Regions from separate parts of the Anser cygnoides genome. Here region 1 is linked to region 2. The links are chromatin contacts, called in public Hi-C maps. All regions are on one chromosome and are shown on one strand. The core of a region is the stretch at or near the end of the contact, and the rest is flanking DNA. Distances in the headings are between cores, read along the strand shown. Region 1 holds the start of CRY2 (cryptochrome circadian regulator 2). Region 2 overlaps LOC106043321 (transmembrane protein 263-like).

What was found. Hi-C and Micro-C count contacts between places; a contact is called where the count stands out from the background.
Region 1: a contact with region 2 is called in a Hi-C map of liver, with 1.5 times the contacts expected there. The contact joins the promoter of CRY2 here to the enhancer-like site in region 2. A contact is called at or near these places in 2 of 7 Hi-C or Micro-C datasets (both in liver).

What each region holds. Positions count from the first base shown.
Region 1 is chr5:34,051,153-34,057,449 of Taihu_goose_T2T_genome, forward strand. It overlaps CRY2 (cryptochrome circadian regulator 2), which reads left to right and starts at 1,862. Exons shown (of 12, transcript XM_066997839.1): 1 at 1,862-2,083; 2 at 4,714-4,822. The coding sequence starts at 1,908. SLC35C1 (solute carrier family 35 member C1) reads left to right here. Exons shown (of 3, transcript XM_066997841.1): 3 at 134-1,693. The coding sequence ends at 693.
Region 2 is chr5:33,954,510-33,961,200 of Taihu_goose_T2T_genome, forward strand. All of the region lies in intron 3 of LOC106043321 (transmembrane protein 263-like), which reads left to right. Among named protein-coding and RNA genes, the nearest start is that of CHST1, 56 kb to the right of the region's middle. Within about 2 kb of position 2,437, at least 2 of the 3 cell types and tissues checked have open chromatin away from gene starts, as enhancers often do. A contact at or near this core is called in liver, where this site is marked.

The DNA.
Region 1 (6,297 bases), core at 612-3,111, 96 kb after region 2:
AAAGGGGAAGCCTTCTAACCTGCCTCTGCTTGTGGCTGTGGTTGTTCAATATTAGGTAGATGATGAATCACCAATTGTATATTTTAAGTCCTTCAGCATATGTTCAGATTATGCCTGATTTGTTTTGTTGCAGGTGGCTTCTGGCTGGGCATTGACCAGGAAGGAGCAGAGGGCACTCTGTCATGGACAGGTATATTCTTTGGGATCTTAGCAAGCCTGTGCGTCTCCCTCAATGCCATCTACACCAAGAAGGTGCTGCCTGTGGTGGATGGTAGCATCTGGCACCTGACCTTCTACAACAACGTGAATGCTTGTGTCCTGTTCTTCCCCCTCATGATGATGCTGGGCGAGTTCCACACCCTCTACCACTTTGACAAGCTGGGAAACCCCACTTTCTGGGGCATGATGACCCTGGGGGGAGTGTTTGGCTTTGCCATTGGGTATGTGACTGGACTTCAGATTAAGTTCACTAGCCCACTCACCCACAATGTGTCCGGGACAGCCAAGGCCTGTGCCCAAACGGTGCTGGCTGTTATTTACTTTGAGGAGACAAAGAGCTTCTTGTGGTGGACAAGTAACTTGATGGTGTTGGGGGGCTCCTTTGCCTACACGTGGGTAAAAGGGCTGGAGATGAGAAAAGTGGAAGAGGATCCTAATCTCAAAAGCAGTGAAAGAAATGAGACTGGCGTGTAGGCAGATTCAGCCTGCACCTGTTTCTGTACCTGGGAGTTAACCGTCAGAGCTCTTTTCCTCCTGCGGAGAAGAGCAAGGAGCAGGAAAAATTCACCTGCAAATGGTATGGGGAGTTGTGTCAGGAACCAGAGCCAAAGAGCTAACTGAATCATGTCTTGTCCACTGGATCTCCCCAGCTCAGAGACAGGGTGAGAGCATGTGTTCTAGAGAAGTATCAGGTTTTTTGTGGACATTTTTCTAAAATGGCTATTGCCACTGACCTAATCTGAGCAATTCCCATCTCTGTGGGGTGGGCATATAGTGGTCAAAGAATGGGATGGGAGCTTTGTGTATTTAGGGATCTAGAATGACAGCTGACTGAATTAAGAGTGTGGAGTTACAAAATCCTGAACCTCCATGAGGGGGAGGCAGGTAGCCAAGCTGTTTGGGATAGTCTTAAGTAAATGGTTCTGCTGCAAAAGAATTGGCAATAATGGTTTATTCCTGTTCAATGTGAAGGGATGGAAATTCCTTCCCATCTGGTTGTGTACAAGCCTAAGAAGCAGCAGTGCCCCAGATCCCTGTTTCAGTGGGTCAGTAACTCATCCTGCTGAGGTCTCTTGTTTCTTGCCCTCTGGGTTCTTAGTTTGGGAACCCTGTTAAGAAGCAGGTGTGATACATCAGCACCTTTTCCTGTGAGGGAAAGTGTGCGCTCTCAAATGGCCTGTCTGCCTTAAAAAAGAGGAGCAAGCATGCCTCTGCCCTCAGTGACAAAAGGGAGAGGAAAAGCTGTTTTGAAGCACTTTCTTCCTCCCACAACATCTCACGGGGTTCACAACACTCACCCTCCGTGCTCTCAATTTAGGGGCCAGGCTGACACCACCTGGGCTCCTTCCAGAAGACTTACACCACACCAGCTTTGTACTCTCCCCAGCTGCTCGGGGCTCATTCCCTCACAACCCCCCCGCCATTTTAGCCGGTCCCCGCCACCACCGTTTCAGCGCTTGAGGAAAAAAATAAATAAATAAATAAACTTTTAACCATGTAACACCCAAAACTGCTCGATTAAATCCTTCTCGTGACAGGGCTGAGGGGGGGGGCTCTCTCTGTGGCCGCTGGGGGGAGCAGGAGGCCGGGGTTTCCGCGCCTCGCCCGCCCCCGGGACCGCCCCGCCGCGGAGCCGCGGCGGGGCGGTCCCGGGGGCGGGTGAGGCGCGGAGGCTGCGGTCGCCCGTGATGGCGGCGCCGGCTGCGGCCCCGTCCCGCTCCGTGCACTGGTTCCGCCGCGGGCTGCGGCTCCACGACAACCCGGCGCTGCAGGCGGCGCTGCGGGGAGCCGCCTCCCTCCGCTGCATCTACATCCTCGACCCCTGGTTCGCCGCCTCCTCCGCCGTGGGCATCAACCGCTGGCGGTGAGTGCGGGGCGCCGGGGACCCCCACGGGGCGAGGGGTTGGGGTTGCGAGGAGGGGGGGCAGGGGTTTTTTGGAAGCCTGCCTCTTTCCTACGGGGGCAGGGGATGGTGGGGGTACGGCGGTGGTCCCGAGCATCGCCTTGGGAAGGGCTTTTTCCCCCTAATTTAGGGACAGGCAGAGCCCCCCGTGCTGCGTGATGCCTCCCCTCTGCCCTGCGGCTGCTGCTGGGTGTGGGAGTGCTGCCCCCCTCATCCCACCCCCCAGGGGCTGTTGCTGCAGCTGGAATGGAGCTGCCTGACCCCCCAGATACAAGCAAACTTATGGGGTGAGTCATTTCTGCGCAGAAAGCCAGACCGTGCGTACAGTGACATTATTACATAATGCCCTTGTGTCAGGTCTCGGATGCCCAAACGTCTGGAAACCCAATCCAGGTAGGGATTCACCTCCGCAAGACTCCCCCGCGCACCGGTGAAGCACATCACGCCGTCAGGGGTTGTGGACAGGGCGGCCACCTGGCCAGAAATCCTTCTAAGCGCGCTTTGCAGCATCACGTGGCGGCGCGTGTCCGCCCGGGGAAGCTGTGGGTGTCCCCGGTTCCTCTGCTGCCAACTTAGCCCCATCCGAGAGGAGCGGGGTGGCGCGGCTGCTTTCCGAGCGTTTCTAGAACACGCCTCGGAGGGTGGCTAAAAAACCATAAATGTGCAGAAATCACCACAATGCAGGCGTTCGATTTGCAGGAATTCATGGGTTCTGTCACTGGTCAATAGCATAGCAGCCTGAATTGATCTGTCCACAGACCACACTTGCAGCAGGCAGAAATGCCTTTCACGTGCTGCTGTTACTGCCAGCTGCCCTCGTTTGGGAGAACCAAAGCAGGGCCCCCAAAAGAGTAATTCCTGATCCATGTAATCCTTGTTTGTTTCCACCCACGTTATGGAGGGAGGGAAGCAGGCAGTGGTTTTATTTATGTCCTGGCCGTAGAAATATATATGAGCACGTGAATTTAAAATACAAAATCATGTTTTCTTGGAGGTGTGCACCTACTGCAAATGTCAGAAATTAGCACCGCTGGCTGCTAGGCAAAAATGTCTTAGCAAGCTCCGCACATTTACTGGAGTTCTGTTGTTTCCCAAGGGGAGCCCGGGATTTGTTTTGCTGTTTTTTCTTCATTTACTTGTGTTTTGCGGTCTGTGCTCTGCAAGCGTTTGTGTTTTACCTAGCCTCTAGACATTTATCAATCTGAAAATCCCTTACCATGTAATTGCACAGCATGTGGGAGCCATATAGGACTAGCATGTGTTTAATTTTCAGAACACCTTGGAAAGGTGATATTCCTATTTAACAGCCAGAAGGTGGGCTGGGGGCAGGGGAATGGTTTGTTCTGGTTACCCAGACCTGCTTCTTGGTCTTCTTTACTATTTGGCCCTCCTTGCATTGAACCCTTAGGGCCTTTCTCCTTGCAGAAGTGCAGAGGGAGCTTGTTCTGTCTCAAAGCTTGCAATTCCTGTTACAGGCAATGCAGTTGCGTGGAGAGGAAGGACCCAGCTTGCAGGGCAGTTGTAGCTTTGCTTTCCTCTTAAGTATGTGGGGTCTTAAGTGAGCTGATGCAGACACTCGTGTCTTGCAGGTCACAGTGCAGAGCGGGCACGTAGCGGTGCGGGAGAGGCAGAGGTTGGCAGGCTCACTCATGGTTGTGAGTTTGCCAGCAGCGCCACGTGCTGTCACAGGGATTAAAGTTTTAAAGCTGGTGTCTTTCACAGAGGTAGACAAAGTGAAGTTATGACGTATGGCTGTGAAAGTAAAGGTGATACACTTGGAGAGGTTTCATAGCAAAATGGGGGACCAGTAAAATGCAACATTAAGAGCTTAAATGTGTAATGCAGAAAGCACTTAAATGCCTTTTAATGGTTTGGGGACGGGTGGAAGTAGTTGAATGCCTTGACATGCTCTCATCTTCGTGTCTTGGTGGTGGAAGATAAATTGCTATTCTATTTGCAGCCGTTCTAAGTATGGATAATTCTTGCCCTGGGAGGTCTTGGTGCTCAGTCTTTCGCTGTTGATGAGGTAGGAGTGTACATCTCCCTGCTGTGAGTGTACATTTCTCTGCCATGCCTTCCCTACTCTGAGCCAGAACTGTAAAACTTGCACAGTTCTTGTGGTAATTCATTGCTTTCCTCAAAATAGTGTATGGATATCTTTCTACTTCATGCAAAATCCCTTATGCCGCAGAACCCATGAAAGAATGTGAATTGTATGGTTTATGCTCTTCTCCATGCAGGTGATGTAATGTGGAAGGAGCAGGTGTCAGGGGGTACTCACAGCTCTGAGAAAGAACATGGGAAGAGTAGGGGTTGCAAGAAGAAAAAAAAAAAAAGAAAAAACTGAGAGCTTTTGCATCTGGCCAAGCAGAACATGCATATGAATGGCCAAGAGTTGGCTGGTACGGCAATCTCATAACATTGGTAGGTAGACTGGGAATGAATAATAATTCTTGTTTTCTATTTCTCGTCCTAACTTTCAGTTTGATTGCTAATGCAGGTTTGCTGGAGTTCCTTGTAAATCCTCCTCATTTGTCTTTTATCTGTAGCCAGTCTGACTGACAGTAACTGCTCTCGTTTCTTCTCTGCAGGTTTCTGCTCCAGTCCCTGGAAGATCTGGACAACAGCTTAAGGAAACTCAATTCTCGCTTGTTTGTGGTGCGAGGACAGCCAACAGATGTCTTCCCAAGACTCTTTAAAGTAAGAGGATACACTAATTTTCTGAAGTGCAGTGAGGAAAAACTGATGTCCCACTGCTATCCTTGGTTTTGCTCACTATCTTCTCATTGTTGGCAATACCCTGGCTTCTCTTTAACTTCAGTACTGTCGACTGCGTAACCCACTACCAGGGTGCTTGAGCTTCTCTTTGCAGATAGTGGCTTTTGCCTTTGTTTCTGCAGCTCAAGCCTCACAAGGTTGTACTGTAATCCACCCACTCTTCTGGGTTGAGAGCCTCTTCCTTTCTGCACATTGTCTTCCTGCTGCTTTAACTCAGGAAGAGTGCCATATCCATACACCTTTAGAGACAAATAGAAAATGATACTGATCTACAGATGAAATGCAAATAAGGCTTTGTGTTATAATTTCAAAAACTCAGAAGCCTGTACAGTAGCTGACCTTTTTTTTTTTTTTTCCTGTTTCTATTCAAGGCTGCAGTTAGTCAGCTCAGCAGCAGTACACAGCTTGGGTCCGAGCTCCTTGTTGATGTACCATTTAGGACAGAGGAATATGCAGTGACCTCAATGGTGGATGATGGATTGGTGGGATGTGTTTCTAAAGTGATATGTCAAAGCTGCAGATCATGAGACAGGCAGGGCTGGCAAGAGTATCTCCTTGAATGTAAGGGTTCCTCAAGCAATAAAAGTATGTGATTCATTATTCTCTGTCCTACCCTAAGGTTGTATTTATCATTGTCTTTGAAGCTTTCTGAGAGTGTCTTTGCTAGGATGACAAAGCTAAAGGAAAAAAGCTTGGTTTCCAATCATCCTATGAGTTGTATTTGTCATGTGGACTGTACCTTACTTATGGTTGAAGGAACCAGTGTCCCCAAAGCCTGCTGTAGCCCAGATGCTGAGAAAGAGAGGTAAACTTGAGTCAATACCCTCCTGCTGTACTACACGGTCCTGATGTGTGTTTTTGGGAGGAGGGTGGTACTGGGGAGGAGAATCAGACTATGCAGGTCACAAAGTGCACTGATATTTATTTTGGCTTCTGCAGATTAACACATGGCACAATTTACGCTCTGCTTTTAGCCTTTTCAGAATCTGAGTTATTTTTATCTTTTGATCTGCAAATAAGTTCTGGCTATTAGTAGTCCATGCCCTCCTTATTTTAGTTCAAGGACCAGGTATTCACAGGATAGTTGAAGCTGTGTGGGAGAAACGTAACCACTTTGATCAAGGAACAAAAAGTAGTTGGCAGAATCTGGGGTTTGGAGAGATGGTTGTGGAATCAGCCAGACCTTGGTTTCGGTACAGTCTTTTTTGACTGGGTAGGCGGGTTAACGAATATCTTACATGTGCTGTAAGAGAGCTGAAAAGAATGTTGTTTTTTACACTACTAAAGGGTAAATGTTTGGCTTTCATGAGAAGTCAGGTCTCTCCAGAGCTGCTGCACTGAACAGCAAAGGCTGGACAAGAGAACAGCAGCAGCTCATGCTTTGCTCTCAGCTGTTC
Region 2 (6,691 bases), core at 1,187-3,686:
CACAGGAGTCTTTCTTGTTTCCTGAGCAGGTATGGGACTTCAGTTATTCTGCATTCACAGTCCTTGCTCCCCTTTGGAAAGAGTCAGATATTCTGTCTTAATACATTTGCTGTTTGAGGAATGGAAGGTTTATCACTGTCCTTGAAAAGTAGAATTAATGCAGTTGCTTCTATAGTGCCAATTAAATCCTCTGTTTAATTCTGGGTGCCAGCTGGAGATGTTTGTGACTGAGACTTTAGATGTACTTGTCTTAATGCCTCTGTTTTAGCTGCTGTTGGTGTTTTCCCTGTCTCTGGTGTCTTATATTCCAGGCCAGTTGTTTCTGAGGGCATTAGCAGACCCCAATTTCTAATCCCCCACATTCATGGGTTTCTTGTTCAACCCCTCCCTTTGATCTTGGACCAAAAACTCCCTGCATTTACTTGCGTGTGTATCATCAAGCCCAGGGCAGTCTCATCCTTACATATGGAAAGGAATTAAATTAATAGCTGGTTTAGAACTTTTGGACAGTAATTTGGCCAAATGCTCTCGGAGGGCAAGTCATGTTTGGGTTTGTTGAGTTATTGCAAATTGTTTTTCAGTCCTGCCACTGCTGGAGCACCTTCCCCGCTTCTTGCTGCGGCTGCAGGCCAGGTATCGGCCATTGCAGGACAGCATCCAGGTGGCACCTCTTGGGTCAAACTGATGGCTCCGATTCGGGCTGAAGTTCATTTGTGTCCACCAATAAATTCAGCAGATCTCGAAACTTTGCAATGACCAAGTGATGATGTAGCAAATGAGGGTGATTTTTCTTGTGTCTCCTTTCTTTCTAAGTTAGCCTCTGTTTCAAACATAGTGAACGTTTTCTGAATGTAACTGTGCAGACTTAGCCGTCTGTTATTGTATTCAGAAATATTGTTATGATGACAGTAATTCCTTAAGCTAATTCATTGGGCTGCTTGCTCTTCTTGCAGAGCTCCAAGGTGATCGGTGGCCATGAGTGCAGAAGCCTGATCAGTCCCATTTTCCAAAGAAGCCATCCAAGATTTTCTTGAGCAGAACCAAATGCTTTTTCTTTAGGACTGCATAGCAATAGAAGAAATGAATAAAAGGACAGCTAGTCTCGGCATGTTCTCTGGCAGCAAGTTAAATCATAGTAGCCTGCATTGTCAACACACAACGTGGAGCAAAGAGAATGTAGCACTCTCTCTAATCGCTTTCCTTGTGTTCAGGCTTCCACTTAGACTTGACTCATTGGGCTACTTGTCAGCTGGCCTAGCTAGCTTGTCATGGTACCTGCTGTGTCTCTTCGACCCTTCTGTCTCCCTTGCATGAATGACAACTATTTAATAAGGTTATTATAGGAAGACGGACCTGGCTGCAGGTCTCTGTTAGAAGAAGCATTGCCACCGATTCTTAAGATGAATAGCTACGTTGCCTCATTTCCCAAAACCACACATAACAAGAGGTAACTTCTCAAATGAGATTTTTATTTTTATGATGAAGAAAACAATCTTTTTCCTTACCCCTCCCCCTTTTTCTTTCCCCAGGGAGATCTGGTATTAAAATATTCAGCTGTCTGTCTCATTTCTCAACATGCAATTTGTCAGGAAGCGAGTTTCCATTAAATTCTTGATAATTAGCATACTTGGACTTTGATAGACATTTTTTCTTTTTGCAACAATATTTTTTTTCTTAGCTCATTATCTACATGCAAGATCAGTCAGCTAAATTTCTATCTGTCAGACATCTCTATCTTGGTTAATTTTTAACCACTTTGAGGCCTCTAAGTATTGCAATGAATTACTGCACTGGTTCTCAGGTTTCACATGGGTCACAGCTGAAATGAGTTGGGAAAACTCTGCCTAGAACATGCTGAATGTTTTTTGTTTTTTTTTTTTTCCTTTTGTGCTGCCTGTTTCGAAATTATACTTTTCCCTGTTTTCGATGATAAAAAAGGGAGTAGGAGTTCAGGCCTGGATGTCACTGGATGTGCTACTGCAGCAGTGGGGTGGTATTTAGAGAGCCTCAATCCTTTAAAACAGGGAATTTAGTATTTGGAAGGGGCTGGCAGGACTTCAGGCAGCTTCTCTATGTACATTATGCTTGGTTGTAGCTAGGCATATTGAGCTCGTTACTACCACAGGCACTGGATTCAACTAATTTTTTATTATTCATCACAATGTGTTCTTTGACTAAATTGAGTTTTCCATTGCTATTGCAGCTGCTTTCTCAAAAGAGCCGGTTATAAATGCACAGCCTCTTTTTTTCCTAAACATACTGCTTAAGAAGCACATGGACATGGCTATATTAACATACAAATCTCTTCTTGCCTAGTTACTCATCCGCTGGCCTTTTCTCCTGTGGGTGGCTGTTGTGAAAGAGCTTTTCAAAGTGCAAACGCTGATGCAAGTTCTGAAGTAGTTCTGTCCAGCAGCTTGTCAAGATGTCAGAGAAGAGGACAACTGCTGCAAAAATCCAAGCCCTTCCCCCAGACGACACCCATGGAAATGTCCAGTAAATTTTGCCCCAGGGTAACGTTCAAGTGAACGATATATATTAAAAATGAGGTAGGGAAAGTAGCAAGGAGGTAGCTAATCCCACTAAGCTGTGGGCTGGAGAGCTTTCTGCCATGAGCAGGGTAGGAATTGATCACAGCTGGCCACAATGGGCCATCCACCTACATTAACTTCAAAGGGGGCTCAGCAGTTACAGGTTCTCACAGGCATACTAATGCCTTCCAGGAGCAGAGACGGGAGGAAAGGATGCTCGGAGGGGGCGGACTGGGTTGCCCAGTTTGACAGTCAGTGAAAGGAGATTAACGGAAAAGTTAAGAATTGTCATGGTTCTGCATGAATATATTCCTCGTTGAAGGAGTGTGGAGACTCTGGGGTGCTCTCACAGCAAAGCGGGAAATAAGAACAGCAAATGACATAAAAAGCTCTTTTAAAATTCATTTTCTAATCAGTCTTCTCTATGCACGTCTGGTCCCAGTGCTTGGTGTAAGGTGCTGTGCAGCTCCCACCTTGAAACCAGGGCAGACAGAGCAACAGCGTGTGGAAAGCGAGCCAGGCTCTGCATGGCCTGATTTACATCCCTTCGATCTGGAGTGCAGATGGAAGGATGAGCCAGCTCTTTGGACTTTCCTGGCCCCAAGCAGCACTGCTGTTGATGGGCCTCAGGTCCCCTATTTGCAACTGATTTGAATCTTGTGCACTTCAAAGGTAATGTCTGTGCAAGATAATCCCTTGCTATGCATCAGCCCATGGCTTCTGGCAGCTTGACTTTAAAAGAGATAGAACAAACTTTGAAAATAATACCAGCGGATTTGGGTTTCTATCCTACTTTCCCATAGCCAAACCTTGCTCAGACCGCTGCCTAGCTAGTGAAATGTGTGTTGAAAGAAAGAATGTGAAAATCAGGCTGGAAGTTGCATGTAAGTTAAAGGCCAAAGAGTCACACCGTGACCTGGGTATAATTCCAGGACTCCCCTTCCTTTGGGAGCCCTCATTCTTCTGTATGGCTACTTGGAGAACAGGGCAAGGAGAAGAACATAGGTTAACAGGTTTTAGTGTTCTCCACTGTTGAATTATTCACTTCAGATACAGGTATTGGCACAGGACAGTGGCCGGGGCTGTTGGCCTTGGGTTCAGGTAGGTGAGCCACTTAGAAGCCACGTGCCTGAGAGGTCAGCCAAGGATAAGGGTGAGCAGCTTTCACTGCTGAGGTGGCCCCAAGCCACAGCACACAGGGGTAAGGTTGCAGCAACTTGCAAGTATGCTGCAAAGAGAGCTGGCTCACAGCTGCCAGCCCATCAAAGTCAATCGTCTTCCGTGCTCTCCTTCAGAAGGGGACCCTGTCCTGGTTTCTCAGCTGCTGCAAGCCGAGTGGCTGCTTTTAATAGAGTATGCACAGAAGATGGTTCTAGGCAATTGAATTAGGGTTGCGTTATTAGTCCATCTGTGCAATATGCTCTGTTTATTGACAATCTGGTTAGAGTGGCTGGAGCTTGTTAAAGGTAAAGTGTTTCCTACTGTCGGATTTTGGGAGTTGTCCACCTGTTCAGGGGAAGCGGTGCAGGAAGAAGGGCTCTCTGTGGGCTGAAAAGGTGCTCAGAGCAAACCATCTGCACTCTGGAAGCTTCTTGTTTGCCCTATGTTCTGACTTTCTGGAAGCAGTAAGGGGTGCATGGGGAAGGATCATCAGACAGTGGGATTTTGCTTTGCGGTCCCTTGTGACGTGCATGCTTCCACTGCACCCGCTTGCAGCAGGAGACAGCTGGTGGGGTGTGAGATTGTGTGCTGGGCTCCGGAGAGAGCTCTCTTTGCTTGCATTTCATCTCATCTGCAGCAGCCACAAGCCAAAGTCAGTCTCTGAATGTCAGTCTGTCTGTGAGGTATCTTTGTGAGTGAAATGCCTGCTCATCACAGGGGAGAACTGGGTGCTGCTTTGTTTGTTCGGGTGGTTGTGGCTTGACCTTATGCATCAGGTTTTACGTGCGTGCTGTAGATGTCAAGCTCTTGCCTGTAACAGCAGCCTTACTGTGGTATTTGAGATAGAAAGCTTATCTTTGAGGATGATCATTAAGAGACTAGGGAACAAATACAGCAATTGCTTATGCCATGAGTACATTGCTTTTTGAAGACAGCAGGTGCATACTCTTGCCTGGGGAACAGAAAAATGGCCAGAATCATAACTCTTTACCAAAAACCATGATGCTCATTTAGGCTTATGGCTTCTCTGGAGTCCCTTGGTTCAGAGCTTGGCTGTCAGTGTGCTGCCATACTGCTCACCAGCACCGGTTGTTTATTCTTGTATACGAGGGCTATCCATACTGGTCCAATCACATGGCCTATAAATAATCTTGATTTGTCATTTTCAGTATTGGGTCCCATTAAGTGAGATCAATTGTTGCACATTATGAGATAACACAAAATGTCTGTTGTCTCTCTGTTTATAGGTTCACAGTTAAAACGCTGTGCTGAGAGAAGCAGCAGCGATGACTAAAGAGTGTGTGGGACAGAGTTAGGAGAATAGACTCAGACTTTGAAAAGCTAAATATGTGAAACTTGACTACAAAGCAATTTATAAGACATGGTTGCTGTATTTAGAGCTTGAAAGTAACATGAAGAGGGAGAGTTGGCTAGTGTGAGCTAACAGGGATTCAATTTAAGCAAAAGATCAAGTAAGATCAGATATTTTTGTGACAGAGAAATATAAAAACTTCACCCTGAGTAAAAAGAGTCTCTATCCCTTTCTTTGTACCAAAGAGAAAGTAGTAGCAATGTGTGGAACAACACCGCATAGCACAAGAGGTGTGTTTAACCCTTGTAAGATTTGTGTTGTTCCTGAACTTGAGTTGCAAAGCAACTTCAGTTTCTAGAAGTCCAAGCTCCAGAGACCATCTCGTGAGGTTTCTTACTGTGGCTGATTATTTTCAAAGGGATCAGAAGGAGATAGCTAGCAAATTCTTACTGAAACTCTGTCCATGACTTGAAGAAGTCAAAATATTAAGCAGTATAGTTTGCACTGGCTGGCAGGAACCTGGGAACACTTATCTTCAGTTGCCTGACGGTGGCCTGAAGCAGCAGAGTATGAAAAGAGAAGAGGAAGGGTGCATAAAAAGTTGCTGTTCTTGAGACCATATGGGTTGCCATAGTGTGCCAGTCCTGCCCGGGAGCTCTCTTCGCTGAGAGCTGTGAGACTGTGAAAGCCAGTCCATATGAAAATGAGCAACACAGTCTAGAGACAGCCTGCATTTCTAGACATCAAACCTTGAAAAGGCAAGGATCACATAAAATGTCTGCATCATGTATTCATTCTCTTCATCTGGAAGAAGGAAAAGTTTAATAACTGAAAGCTAGACTAGGGAATCCGATCCATCCAGTTACTACGGAGAGAGAAGACTGTGGAATATCAATGCACTTTGAAATTGGTCTCCTCGTAGACCCTGGTGTATTTGTGATGATTTGCAAGTAACCTGACAGTGCACGAAATAATTGTCTTTGTAGATACAAAACAACACTGACATCCGCTTTGAAATTTAAATGAAAGAAACACAGTAGAGTACTTTCAGAAGCATAACCTTGGTGCATTGACTTATTTTTTTCTTTATAATAGGTTAATTACTAGAACAGGTATTAGTTAAAGAGGTTTCTATTTTGTTATAAAGCAGAAACACCCGTGTAAGGTTCCATGTTCTTGGAACAGTTACGGTGTATTGCTTCCCATTCTGTATATAAATATGACCTAAACCAAAGTGATTTAATTGTCTGTAAATAATTGTTATTCAGGAAATGCTTTGTTTGGTCTGTCCCGTTGCCACTGTGAAGTGCAAACCACAAAGCAAATAGCAATAAAAAATAGCTCATTTGATTATTTGCTGTGTGTGGTACACACAACAAACGCGCATGCAGCAGCTTTGATAGCCGCCTAGAAAGCTCCATTGGTGTCCGATGTCTTTAATGCAATTTCTTAGCAATAAATGGTTGTATTTGTGCAGAAGCTTTCAGTGAATAGTTTTATCCTTTTCAGCGTCTCTGGTTTGCTATTGTATTGCATCTGCAGATGAGCAGGGAGTTATTCAATATTAATAGGTTTATTTTATCAGGTAAAGTGTTTATTAAAGAGAGTTCCCAAGTATATGATAAAATCTTTATTCGAAGCTATGAAGTAGTGATAGAATTTGATGATCCTTCTAATGCATTCGGTA